Regions from separate parts of the Zea mays genome. Here region 1 is linked to region 2. The links are chromatin contacts, called in public Hi-C maps. All regions are on one chromosome and are shown on one strand. Each heading gives the region's core, a stretch centred on a gene start, on an enhancer-like site or on the middle of the called end of the contact. The rest is flanking DNA. Distances are from core to core; before and after follow the strand shown.

Evidence for each region. A called contact is a pair of places that touch in the nucleus more often than the background predicts.
Region 1: a contact with region 2 is called in a Hi-C map of ear, with 2.4 times the contacts expected there. The contact joins the promoter of LOC100272582 here to the promoter of sbp19 in region 2. A contact is called at or near these places in 8 of 25 Hi-C or Micro-C datasets (ear, endosperm, leaf and 3 more).

Annotation. Positions count from the first base shown.
Region 1 is chr4:244,317,598-244,324,617 of Zm-B73-REFERENCE-NAM-5.0, forward strand. It overlaps LOC100272582 (cytochrome P450 97B2, chloroplastic), which reads right to left and starts at 3,392. Exons shown (of 14, transcript XM_008681697.4): 1 at 2,984-3,392; 2 at 2,517-2,715; 3 at 2,261-2,368; 4 at 1,938-2,022; 5 at 1,233-1,468; 6 at 876-1,049; 7 at 744-791; 8 at 557-616; 9 at 368-454; 10 at 202-290. The coding sequence starts at 3,096.
Region 2 is chr4:244,188,377-244,194,997 of Zm-B73-REFERENCE-NAM-5.0, forward strand. sbp19 (SBP-transcription factor 19) reads right to left here and starts at 1,310. Exons shown (of 5, transcript NM_001138620.1): 1 at 879-1,310; 2 at 124-260. The coding sequence starts at 1,201. It overlaps LOC100284047 (succinate semialdehyde dehydrogenase), which reads right to left. Exons shown (of 20, transcript NM_001156945.2): 20 at 6,447-6,621. It also overlaps the pseudogene LOC127151786.

The DNA of each region.
Region 1 (7,020 bases), core at 2,142-4,641, 130 kb after region 2:
TAATTTCAGAGAAGTCGGATACCATGGATATGCTACTGTTAATAATCTGATAATATTTTTTATGAAACAATAATCCTTATTGATAATATTTTTATGAAACAATAATCCTTATTGTTAAGCACCATACACCTATCCCTCAATAAATGGAAAATAAAAGAATCAATTCTAGATGAATAAAAAATAATGGTACAGGTGACATACTCCAGTTTCTTAAGAGATTCGACAGTAATTGCCCCATTGCTGAGAACAGAATCAACCTCTGCCTGGGCTTTTCTCATCCTGGTAGGGCTCTGCATGACAGCACAGTATGACCACATGATATTCAAGCAAAAGTTTAATTACTAATTCTGTGATAACATCTGGGTACCTGGGCTAGCAAAAAAACAGACCATGTCAGAACAGCAGCAGTTGTTTCATGTCCAGCAATAAGCATTGTCATAAGATCATCTCGAAGCTGTCACAACACAAACCATGAAATGTATCAAGTTAATTTGCTGCAAATAGCAAGAAATAGAAAGCATAACATAAAATTCTATGCCCGATTTCCACAATTTACCTGGCGATCATCAGCGTCAGCTCCCCTCATGTCAACAAGGAACCTCAGCAAGCTGGCATCCTAAAAGCATGATGGCACAGATATGAGATACTATTCACCAAAATCCCTAGATGTTCAGAAAAGATAAACTGGTGAGTACTACTGACACTGAAATGAGACAGCAAAGGAAGAATGAACAGCAGCCAACCTTCAGAGAAGAGTAGTCCCTTTGCTGGAGCTTTTCCACATCAGCTTCCTATATAAAAAGTCTACAACATCAGAACTACAGCAAGCTCCTTAAAGTGTCCCCAAGTTAGAGTTGTGTTTCAGTTGCACAAACCTGTCTCGTCTCCTTTGCATTTTTTATAAGGTTATCAAGGCAATTGTTGATCACTTTGAGGTCACTATGGAACTTGCGCTGCCTTGGAACTATCCATTTTGTCAAAGGAAGATTCCAATAGGGGATGTAGAAGGTGGAACGGTGCTCAGCTTCGAAAAGTGTTCCATACACTGCCTGCACAATGGAAACAGAAGCTCCTAAAAGCAGAGAAGAGGAAAGTAGCAGCAATCCAATACTGTCCAAGATAGTCATAAATTATGAATATTCTTCTCTACTTTCAGTCACTTTCTCTATACGAGCACACATTATACATCCTATGCACAAATAAACATAAGATAGAACTACAGATATACCAACCTTTATTACAGGAGATTCCTTAGTAACCGAGTCAAAATCAAAATTGAACACACCCAATCCAATGATATCAAGTGCCAAATTGGAGAACTCAGCTTCAAGGTCCACAATAGTCGAATTTTGTTCACGGCCTTCACTTTCAGTAAGCTCCTCAAGCTTTGATATTGTTCTCTCTGAACATCTCGTAAATGTCCTCACCATAGCTTCTATGAATAAGGCATGGAACCCAGGTGTTATAACTGCAGAACACAAGGATAGGATAAGGTGTGCCATTAGTAAAATATTATGTGAAATGCATAAATGAAGTTCAAATTATCTCCAAAACAATTGGACCATGTTGATTGATTGCTTCATCAAACAGTAGTAACTGTTAAATATCGCATTTAAAGACAGAAAAATGGCATATGTTTCATCCCTCAAGGCAAAAAGCATGCTAATAAATTCAGAATTGAAAGAATCCCTAGGATGATTTTGCATGCCTAGAGATGTCTTTTCCAGAACACACAGTTGAGCTAGAAAAACTTTCAAGATAGAAAAAACAAAAGTAGAAAGAACTGGAATTGAAGCTCAGGCCAATGATGAGCCTGCTAATTTTGACTAACAGTATGGGCTATGCACATAGATTAACACAGAGCAATCTGCAGTATTGTGGTCAGTCCAAACTAAAAAAAACACAGAAAATATGATTGGATATCCAACCTTTCTAACCTTTTCTCCTTTGCTTCCAGGTATCAAGGTCAGCGGGTATAAGACCCTTCCCCATTATGGGTTTTAAAATTTCAGCGAGAACTCCCTGATTTCAAGTAAAAAAAATACCATGTAAGAAAGAAACCCGCCAAACTACACCAATTATTATTTATCAGGGAAGTCAACTCTCCACTGACGTAATAATATATGCAAAATGTGGCCATCATGTGTGTAAGGTGGTCATGGTCCAATTCCTTGTATATTCCATAGTTTTTTCAACGAACAATCCTTTTCCTCTAACGAGTTTTCAACAATCCATATCCGACACATGCGAGACAGCATACCTTATCATAATAGAAAGCGTTCTCCCGGAGGATGTGTCTAGCAACGATAGGGTCAGAGACAACAACGAACGATTTGGGTCCAAAAGCAAGCTTGTAGACAGAGCCATGCTGTGAATTAAGACATCATAACACGTCAGTGTTGCAGGGGCTGTGTCTAATCGAATTTTACTACATAGCCATAAGTGGAGAACAAAGGATATCGAACCTATGATAACATGTCAGTGTTGCAGGGTTCAGAAAGGGGACGCGCATTCACCTCGAGGAACCAGTCGTAAAGCGAGAAGAAGAGGGGCTTGCCGAAGAGGTCGGTGACCGCGCCCTCAGCGACGGGCATGGCCCCGAGGTTGCCACCGCTGAGGAAGTTGGTCAGCAGGTTGCTGGCGTTGTCGAGCAGGTTCCGCTGCTTCGGCTTGGGCGGCCGCTCCTGCTGCTTGTCGACGCTGGTCGACTGGCACCTGCACCAACGCGGGAATTGGCACGGGCCAGTCGATCAGCCACTCGGTCTAGCGGTGATTATTCTACCAGACACCAACAGTAACTCGTGTGAATTCAGCAGGCGGCACCCCCCAACTGCAGGCTGGAGCCGACAGCCCGTTGTTCCCGGGACCTTGATGGCATAGTGCAGCCGTGCAGGCAACAGATCGAGCACCTGGCGGTCGGCCACGCGTGGACCGCTGCCGGGAACGAGCCGGGAGGTGGGTGAGGGCGCGCACGCGCGCGTACCTGAAGCTGAAGGTGAGGCGACGCCTCCCGTGGGACGCGGACGGCGCTGAAGCCGCGGCGCCGAGACGCGGCGAGGCGGCGGCTGGGCCCTGGAGCAGCGTGGCCGCGGCCATGGCGCAGGAGCCCGGCAGCACAGCTGCACAGCACAGAGCCAGAGCAATGGGGTGGAGCGTGGTCACTGGCCACTGGACCTGAACGGACAGAGATGATAAGGTGGCCGCGCTGAAATTGATTGAATTGAATTAGGCGTGATCGGGAATATCATCGGGCCACGGAGAGTGGTGCGGTCGGCAGTCGGCACTCGGCTGGCCGGTTGCGCGCCGACCACGGAACGTGGTCTGGTCTGGACGGCGCGGTGCGCTGGTCTGGTCCGGCCACCGGCGCCGGCGCGAAACGATACGTGGAGCGCACGAGCCGAAGCGGTGCCATAGTTGGCCAAAAGGCACGTGGTCCGGCAGCCCGGCTTATGGGATCATATTTTGGTCTGATCTGGGCACGGTTAGCACGAAGGCCGTCGAGTCCGTGCAGGCCGAGCCCAACCAGTGGGCTGTGTTTAGGCCCGCTCTAACTGCCAGCACGCCCGTCGGCCTGATATCTTAGCCCACTAGCACCACTTTCTGTAGCCCAACATATATAAGACTCCAGGCCTCACCATTACTGTAACGCTATTCGGGACATTCCCAGCATTGCCAGCAATACTCCAGTAGGCGGCACGGAGACTTTTTCGTTTTTATATTTAAAATTTTATAAAATTTAAAAAGTATATCGTGATTTAAAAAAATTCAAATCTGGGTGCCGGCACGCGGCGGCAGGTACCTGTTATTTTTATATATTTTTAACACAAAGTTTTGTTTTTTTATATCTCTTAACATAGAATAAATTAGAACTAAAAATCAGATATTTTGGTAGAGTACATAATAAAGTACAACTATGATTTTTCATTTGGTTGTTTGATTGCAGGAGAAACTTGATTGCATTATCACCGTTCTAAAATAAAGGTTACTTTTTTCTTAAAAAAATATTTTACTATCTACCTTGACATAGCTTATATTAGTATATAATAAAATTTATGTATTTAAAACATTAAAATAACTTATAATTTAAAATGATTGAAGTATTTTATTTTATTTTATTTTTATATAGGAACGAGGCTGTGACGCATTCTTACCATCTCAATATGACCTCTTTGATGCGTTTTCGTCTTGCTCATGAAACAGTCTTCACATTTTAAAATTCTTGTTAAATCTAAGGCGTTTGAAATTTTGAATGCAAACCGGAGTTACAAAACAAAGGAAGAAAAAGGGCGTTCTTAAAAGTGTAATTCTGTCTGTGGCCTACGCCATAGCCTATGGCCTACCTACTTAGCAGGGGTGGATCCGAAAATAGGATCACTTTTCGGACCCAATTATTTTTTATAATCTACTAAGGTTTGTATATATCTTAGGGGGTGTTTGGTTACAGCGACATAAAGATTAGTCTCTAGTTTTTAGTCTCATTTAATCTTTTTTTTGCCAAACACTACGACTAAAATATGGACTAAAATGATTTAGTCTTTAGTCCTTCACATATGTGCTAAAAGGGACTAAATCATATTAATTCCACATTTACTCCTCATTTAGTTCAATTGTACTAATAGCAGGAGAATGTTAAAGGTCACTTTAATCTTCTTATGAGTCATTTAGTATATTCTTACTATTTTTAGCCCCTAGAAATAAACATATTAGGGACTAAACTTTAGTCTCCTAACTAAACTTTAGTCCCTAGACTAAAGAAACCAAACATGACCTTAGTCTAAAAATAATAAGAATATATGTAAAGATATATGGATCATGCCTTGAGTCCTAGATAGGATGGACCGAAGCTTGTATCCGCCACCGCTCAGGGCTGTCTCTGAAATTGTGGCTTTGGTGCAACACATATTAATGTGTCCTATGATTTCCTATATAGTGTATATGTTGTATTTCTCACTGTAGGAATTAAGTTAATTCCCGTCGGCTAAAAACCGACGGGAATAACCTATAAACCGACGAGAATAACTAATTCCCGTCGGTAACTGGCTAACTCCCGTCGACCTCAAGCCGATGGCTGCCAGGTGTCGGGGATAAACTTATTCCCGTCGACAGCTAACGGGAATAAGTAATCCTCGTCGGCTAGTACTTGGCGGACGGGGATAAGCCTTAACTCCCGTCGGCTACGTGGGCCGACGGGGATAAGCCTTAACTCACGTCGGCTAGGGCTAATCCCTATCGGCTTTTGTCAGGACCGACGGGAGTTAACTTATTCCCGGCGGCCTGTGTCTGGGCCGACGGAAGTTAAATTAAGGCCCGTCGACTGGAAGGTAGCCGACGTGAGTTAAGCCGACCGACGGGAATCTTCAGGATTCATGTAGTGTCTGCTTAGGAATCCTTCAAATCCTGCTACATCCGGTGGTCGGTCAGGAGCACATGAATTCTCTCCTGACACGCGACCACACCTGATGCCTACACAGCTGCTCAGCTTGTCCATCTTTTACGATGGCGACGAACGCGAGAGAGATTAGCTAGAGCTATCGCCGACGGTGGGCATTGTCCTACGCTGATACGCGCGAAATCGCTAAATCAGAGTCGCGTCGCGTCCTACAACGCTAACTTTCTTCCGAGATTTGACCGGGTCATCTGTTATGAAGACGATCATATCCTTTTACACACCATGATTTTGGGGCCCTAGAAAATTTGGGGCCCTATGTCGTTGATCCACCTGCACTACGCAAGGGACGGGCCTGGTGACATTCGCCGGTGGTCGGTCAAGAGCACATGAATTCTCTCGTGACATGTGACCTCGCCTGATGCCTACGCAGCTGCGCATCCATCTTTTGCGGTGGCGACGAACGCGAGAGGGATTAGCTAGAGCTATCGCCGACGGCGGACACATCCTATGCTAATACGCGCGAAGTCGCTAAATCATAGTCACATCGCGTTCTACAACGCTAACTTTCTTCTGAGTTTTGGCGGGGTCAACTGCTATAAAGACGATCATATCTTTATGCACACCAGAGTTTTGGGGGCCTAGAAAATTTGGGGCCCTATGTCGTCGATCTACTTGTACTGTGCAAGGGACAAGCCTGTTTGAGCAACTCCAACCATAAGCCTTATAATTGGGGCATATATTTTGATTTAGGTACCAATTAATTTATTTAGGGTCCAAACTGTATGTTAGTTTCCAACCATTGAGCCTTAAACTTTGCATCAAAGAAGTTAAGCACGAGTCCTCGCGCAGCACCAAGTGAAAAAGAGACAACGACTTGGTCCCAAGTTGACGAGTAATTGTATCTATTCTTTCAATGAGCTATAGATAACACCGTATCGAGTTCAACACATATACCGACGGATTGGATGGGCAGACAAGCAGCGCCAGACTCTAGTAAGCGTGGCCCGCCAGAAACTGAACGCCGGAGCGTATGCGCGCATGCAGCAAAGAGATATATTTTTTTACCTATGTTGCATTTGCGGATGCAGCCTCAGCCTGGCTCTATGCAGTTAATCAAACAACAGCTGCTTCTTGGTCAATGCACGCGCTCAGTCTGAACGGATGTGCGCAACATACCAATCACAATGATAGAGATGACAATGAGTACCCGAAACCCAAAAAACCGACAGTAAAGACGGGTATAAGATGATTTCTCTACCCGATGGTATGTTAGTGGGCAAGAATCTCTACCCGTTGGATAGACGGGTACTGACATGGGTTGGTACTACCTATACCCGTGTACATGTGGGTAAAATATACCCGCATAATTACCACTATTATCAATAATAAACACATATAAGCTAAAAGAAAATCCTTCTCCGACTATTATTTATTTAAATACCAAGTAATGTAATCATATGCTTTGTTATATTTTAAGTTGAACTTTTGTTGTGTGTGTTTATTTGACATTTTAATTTATTGAAATATTAGAATTTAAGACCTTTATAGTGGGTACGGGTTATCCGGCGGGATAAAATTATCGGTGCTGGTACGAGCATGTGTAAGATTTTATACCCGCTCGCGGATATAAG
Region 2 (6,621 bases), core at 60-2,559:
CAACAAGACATCTATTGGCGTTGCTGTACATGCAGCTGGCTAAGAGCCCATCACCACCATTTTGCCAGTGTCCACTGCTAGCAAATTTCAAGCACTACTTAAGTTAAGATATGAACACATTACCGAACGACGACGAAGGCAGCCTTGCAGAGGCAAAGGCGAATGCATCTGGCTGAGGCTTCCGGCGGCGGGCATTGTGATCAGACAGACGCCTCCTGCAGCTCCTCTTCTTCTGATCAAACTCTGACAGGGCATGAAATCTGGGTTACAAGAACCCAAGCAATCAGCAAAAACAATATAGGTCCTACTCATGGTTCATTGCCATGTAAAAGTGCAATACAGGAGATATATATATATATGCCTGCAATCTCCATACAGTAATAATGGGGAAAAATAGACACAGGCCGTAGCCCACAAACACACACACAAAAAAGCTCATCCCAAAAGCATACACATATATCGAGAGCCATGCCAAAACTGCAAAAGGGAAACAGGCATTGCACAGCCATTTCAACCATGCGTAAGATTCTCCGCAAACAAGTACAGCAGTGCTACTAGTGGAAAGGAAGCATCTTTTGTTCAGAGCAGGAAAAAACGCAGTTCCGTACCCCCCCCCCCCCCCCCCCAAAAAAAAAATCAACGCACGCCGTACACGCATAGCATATAGGCATAAATCTAAAGAGACCGCGCAAAAACACCTGCATGTCCAAACCAGTCAACTAATCACGCGATTATTGCAGCGCAAAAGCGCGACCCCATAGGAAGGACGACGGAAGCAGCCGCACAAAGCAAGCGAAAGCAGAGGCCATGGCCCATGGGGGGGGGGGGGGGGGGGTGCAACAGAAAGGCAAGCAAGCGAGAAGACGACGGCGACTGACCGGCTGCACTGCTGGCAGAAGCGCCGCTCCTGACCGGCGACGACGACGCGGGGGGACTTGGTGTGGGCCTCGCAGACGCGGTGCTTCCGGTGGTACTCCTTGACCCTGCTGAGGTCCAGCCCGCACCCCTCCACCTGGCACCTCACCTCGCCGTCGTCGGCCCTGGCGCGCTTCGCCTCCCGCTCCCTCCCGCCGCGCCGCGCCGGGGCGTCGCCGGAGGAGCCCGAGCCCGAGCCCGTGGCGCCGGCGTGGTCTCCTCCCCAGTCCCAGAGGAGCGGAGGCGAGGGCGGCGAGGCGGCGCGCTTCGGGGCCGTCCACTCCATGCGGGGCGACGGCTTTGGGTTGGTCAATTCGGGATTTGGGGGATCGGAGGGAGGTGCGGGGGAGGGGGCCGGAAGTGAACAGTGTGGACTGTGCAGAAGAAGAGACGGGGGAAACGGAATTTGGAATAGAAAAAAAAGGCTGGTCTTCTTTATATTTGGGCCTCCTTTTTTTCTTTATTTTCCACTCACGTTTTTTCGCATCCCAATACTTTTTCTTTGACAACGACTTACGTATCTACAGCCTAGACACTGTTGCACAGTACTCCAAATATAAGACACAACTAAAACACAACAAAATACAGTAAATATGTCTAAAACATGTGTCTTACCATATTCATTATACCAATCAAATCATTCGATAAATTAAAGTGACCAATCAGTTAGTCTCATGTCTTAAACATAGAGCTAAGACATTGTGTATTCGTCAAGATACATGTCTTGAGTTTTTTACATTCACCCCTCTGGACACTCGAAGACACAACTTAAGATACTTACCCTAACGAGAGTCTATGTAACTATGGTTGTCGATGATTAAGAATTTAAGTGTTAAATATAATATATGGTTGGGTGAGTCGATGTTTAAGAATTTAAATGTTAAATATGGTATATGGTTGGATTATGATGTAAATACTCGTTTACATGTTTATAAGTTTTTCTCTGTCTTTTTTTTTCAATGAAGATCTTTTTTGATGGGTAAGTAAATATAAACCGATATATGAGACGAGTCAAAAGAAAACAAAGTGCAGGCCTTTTCACTTGCACAGCTTGGCTGCCTGTATCCTGCGGATCTGCGCTCCAGCGATGAGTTTAGAAATGGTTTACTCGTGAGCCAATGATGCCGGTTGCTTTGCGCTAAGCTGCTAGTGGGCCAGTTAATTAACTTTTAATTAAATATGTTTAGTTGTGACGTGAGAGCGGATCTTGTAATAAATAATAACTAGACAAGTAGGGAGGTCAGAGGTCGTTTTCCTGGCTCCTTTTATTCAGAAAAAGAACAGAACGCACACGAATAAAATTAAAATTCTGCCCTAGCTTCCCCTTCCCTTTTGATTGATTGATGGAGGATCGGTGGATGTGATGTGATGCGATGCGATGCTAGGGTGGCTGTGTGACTCCGACGCCTCCATCCCAAGGCAGATTGGCAGGAAGACTTCGAAACGAGGCGCAATAGAGCCCCCACCCATCCACCCAGCTGATTAGAAGAACATCGGCAAGGCAAGCATACTTGAGTCAAAGCGCGAGCATGAACCTACTACCAAATATCGATCCAGGAGAGCCGACGTCCGTGTAGACTCCAGATCCTATCTGTAAACTAGGAAGCAGGAAGCAAAAGTCATGCACGACACAGATCAGGTCAGTGATCGTATTGAATCTAGGCTTGAGTGAGAGCCATTATGGATATGGGGGCAATTAGAGACGTTCAAGCTATAATATACGTAATACCTCTGTCCTTTATCTACTCATCGATTGATTGAATGAACACAAAATGACAAAAAGAGCAACTCAAACACTAATGGCCATCAACACCTTCTAGCTCTCGTGACCTCATGGCTGGGGTCGGAAGTCTAGCCTAATGATCCTAATCGACCTTTATATCTGTCTACTAGATAAACTTTTGGTGCAAGAATGTCCAAAATCGAGTCTAGCTTATCTGAACTGGATTTTTTAGATCATTTCGAATTGAATATCTCCTAGGTTGGAATCCTCTTAAATTTTGCTCATCATCACCCTTTCTTAGATGTGGTGGGGTCCATGCCCTACGCTTGTACTATTCCTGGTGGGCCTAGACACATTCTTTTGTCTTGTGATAGGTTTATGCTTGGGCATACCGGGTCCCTTGCCCTCTCAATGTGTTGATCCATAAAATCCTCGAGGCATGCGCACTTTTTGCGAGGCGACACCAAAGAGCTTAAAGATCTTAGGGCCGACCAGTAGAGGGTCTGAGTGCCTAATAAGTATCGTCATATGTTTTAGGGACCAAACTGCCTCAAACACTTATACTACGTAATGTCCAAAGGGATGAGGGCCCGCCCAAAAGCTTATCCTCGTGAGTGCCCTAGAGCAAGAGGGGCCCCAGATGTTTTTCCTCATGAGTGCCTCGGGGCAGGATCAGAGAACTGAGGGGCCCCAAGAGCTTATCCTCATGAGCACTCCAAGGTACGAGGGCCCATAGGGGTTTATCCTCATAAGCACCCTAGAGCAGTAGAGGATTCATGGGCTTTAAATTGATAACGGGCCCTTTAGAGCACAAGGCTTTCAAGGGCTTATATATTTCCTTTTCTCAACTTTGTCGAAGCACTACATGCCATGAGCATTGGGAACAACCTCACTCACTATATTTGTCTAATGACAAATCAAGAATAGTGGTGTTGGCGCCGATCTGGGCAACGCCAATCACTAGAGATGTATCGTCTGGCGGTGCCCTCTGCGGCGGCGCAAACGGTCGACGACTCTGGGTCGGACGGTCCATGATCTAGGCGTAGGGAGCCTATCACTGTAGGTGATCACTGTATCTTGCAGAACTCTTGTACCGTGCACGGACCCAGGCCAACCAGTGACGACAAACGTAAACCTCATGTCGAAGTCACAAATGGCCATAACATTCTGTGAAGTGTAGCCGTGCCTCCCAATGTATTTTGCTTGCTCCGACATTGGGACACTTGCAAGGAAGTGACTACCATCGATCGCCCCTATACAGTCCTTGAAATGTGGCCAAAACCTAGTCTCCCTAAGTCTCGAGTGTATCTCAATGAATTATGGATCCTTTGGCCTAATTACATCATTTGACATCCTAAAAAGTGCCTCGAGCACTTCACTGAACTTGTGACTAATGGTTTCCAAAGAGTACCCAAACTTGTTCCTAAGTTGTCTAAATGACTGCGGTTCACCACATGCCCAAAGGAACATTGCTAAGACCTCCTTCGTTGACACACCTCGACTAGCAATGAGGTCGTAATCATTAACTAACGAATCATGTAGTCAACGAAACACGATACAACGCATGCGGAACATATCGTAACCATAGTTGGGTTCTCTCCCACTAATTCTAGATCATCTTCTTCAAGCTCATCTGAAAATGAAGCTGCATCCCTTGGTTGACCTCCTAGAATTAAGGTAGTTTTATTAGTGCACACAATTGGCCCAAACATGATCCGGAGATCCCCCTCGTTTTCTAGTGGTTGATTCTTGAACATTAGACAGCCTGGCATAACATGCATCCAAAAACCAAGCTAGTATTAATAATACAACACTAATAATTTAACTGTACTACTTAATGCAAAAGGATGTAACAAAAGGCGTACCTCATTTTGCTTTGCCCACCAGTCATTCATAGCACTTATTGATCCTGTGTGAGGATCCCTCCCGAGGCCTGTTGCCCTCTCATTCAGTGTCTTCCATTGTGTGTACATGCTTTTGAGGGTGTCCCACTTATTTTTCATTTGGTCTCTAGTGTAGGTTCGACCAATGCGTTTCTTGAACTTCCTAATCAGGTTAGCATATACTTCGACATTCAGAAAATGTGTTGGCCTGTTGTGTGCATGGACCTCGTCTACACAAATTTCATTGTATATCTTAGGAGCTCTCGAGTACCACTTGACTATCTAATTTTGTAACGATAACATAACGATCAAAATGTATTTGAGACAACGCAAGTCAAGGGAACACATGACAAAAACAATGCAAATAACATAATAGTACAAGCATTACTTGTTCGGGTACCCATTACAAGTTCATTACGTTGACCCATTAGAACATATTAAAAGTGCAGTACACACGTCCATTACAACATACCCGATGGTAGTAAATTGTGAACAACTTACACATAAACCTTAGCCAAAAGAAGTACCAAACCCAAATCCCTACAAACTACTGGTAGGCATAGTGCACATCATTCACAGTTCGTTGTCACTAAACGACGATATCTGATCAGAGTCATATTCGACTCCCCACATTTTTTCAAAATGCGCAACGAAGTCGAATGGCTCATCAAATTCGGGTTCCGTCGATGACTCAGGCCAAGACAAGTCTGACAACACATAGTCGTCGTCGGGTTCAGGTTTGTTTTCAGGGTTGATGCAGTCCAAAGCGTATTGACACTCAAAGAGTCCTAGTCTAGGATTTCAGCTAGTTCATCCAATGCAATGCGAAGCTGGCTAACTTTAAAAGAAGTTAGACCACATCCGGGGCAGAGTTTTTCCCTTGCTAAAGCAAGAATCCTGTTGGAAGTGTCTTGCATTAAGCCAATGGCTTTATCAGCTTCTTTCAGAGGCGAATTCGTCTAATTGTGAGTTAGGTCGTTAGATTTTGTTTTAATGATAATAGTCGACTAACAACGACTAGAAGCAAAGAAGGCAATACAAAGTAATGCATGCCATTCGCTAGATGCAACAACACATATGAACAAGGACTAGTACCAAACAAACAATACAAGAACATGTATGAACAAGGACTAGTAACCAATCAATAACAATACAAGAACAGGTATGAACAAGGACTAGTAACCTAAATAACAATACGCACGGGAACCCTAGACCAGTAACGAACAAGACATTCCACATATTGATGAAGTCGTCAAAATGTACCTTGGTTAACTCGATTGTGCGGGGACACCAACTTGAACTGGATCTTTGGAGAAGTACCTGAGACAAACGAATCCACTAACCATTAGGGTTTTGGAAAGGAATACCACGGTTTAGGATGTCAATGGAGTGGAGAAGGTTTGGGCGCTACAGAAGCAGGCGAATCCGATGAACTCTGTACTCAAACGAGGATTCGCTACACCGAATGGACGAAAAAAATGCAATCTACCTATGCTGGAAAGTATGAAAGGGGATCTCTCGGTGTACATCGGCTGGAATCCGATGAACTCGATCCAAAAACTTCAATTCACTACGACAAATCATGGATAACAAATGCTAACTATCGATGAAGTTTGAAGGGATCAGAATCGTCGTGAAGAACTTAGAATCTCGTTGTCGTCATTGAGAAGAATCCCAGCTCCGCCTACACGAGGAAAGAAAGAACACATGGGTAAGCAGCACAACGGAGGAAACAGAGGGATGTTGGGCGAGCATGCGAGAAACCTAGAAGGCGAGACAGGAGCGATGCGAGGCAGCGGGGACCAAAGAAACCCTAGCGTGGCGAGAGCCAAGGACTGGACAGATGCCCAGCTAGCCCAGCTTTCTACGGAAGCCCGCTTCTATCGGACCGTTGCGGGGGTGGCTTCGGTGGGAAGCCTGGTGGCTGAAGCGACGGTAGAAGAGAATCCAAACAGGCCGTATACAGGTTCGAAGGTGAAGCCATACTTTATAGTTCCACGCCATTTACATCTCATTTCCACTTCTTTTATTTAATGCTCCGCGGCTTATTCGATTTATTCTAAAACTGCTCTCCCACAGCCATCAATCCATCATGACCGA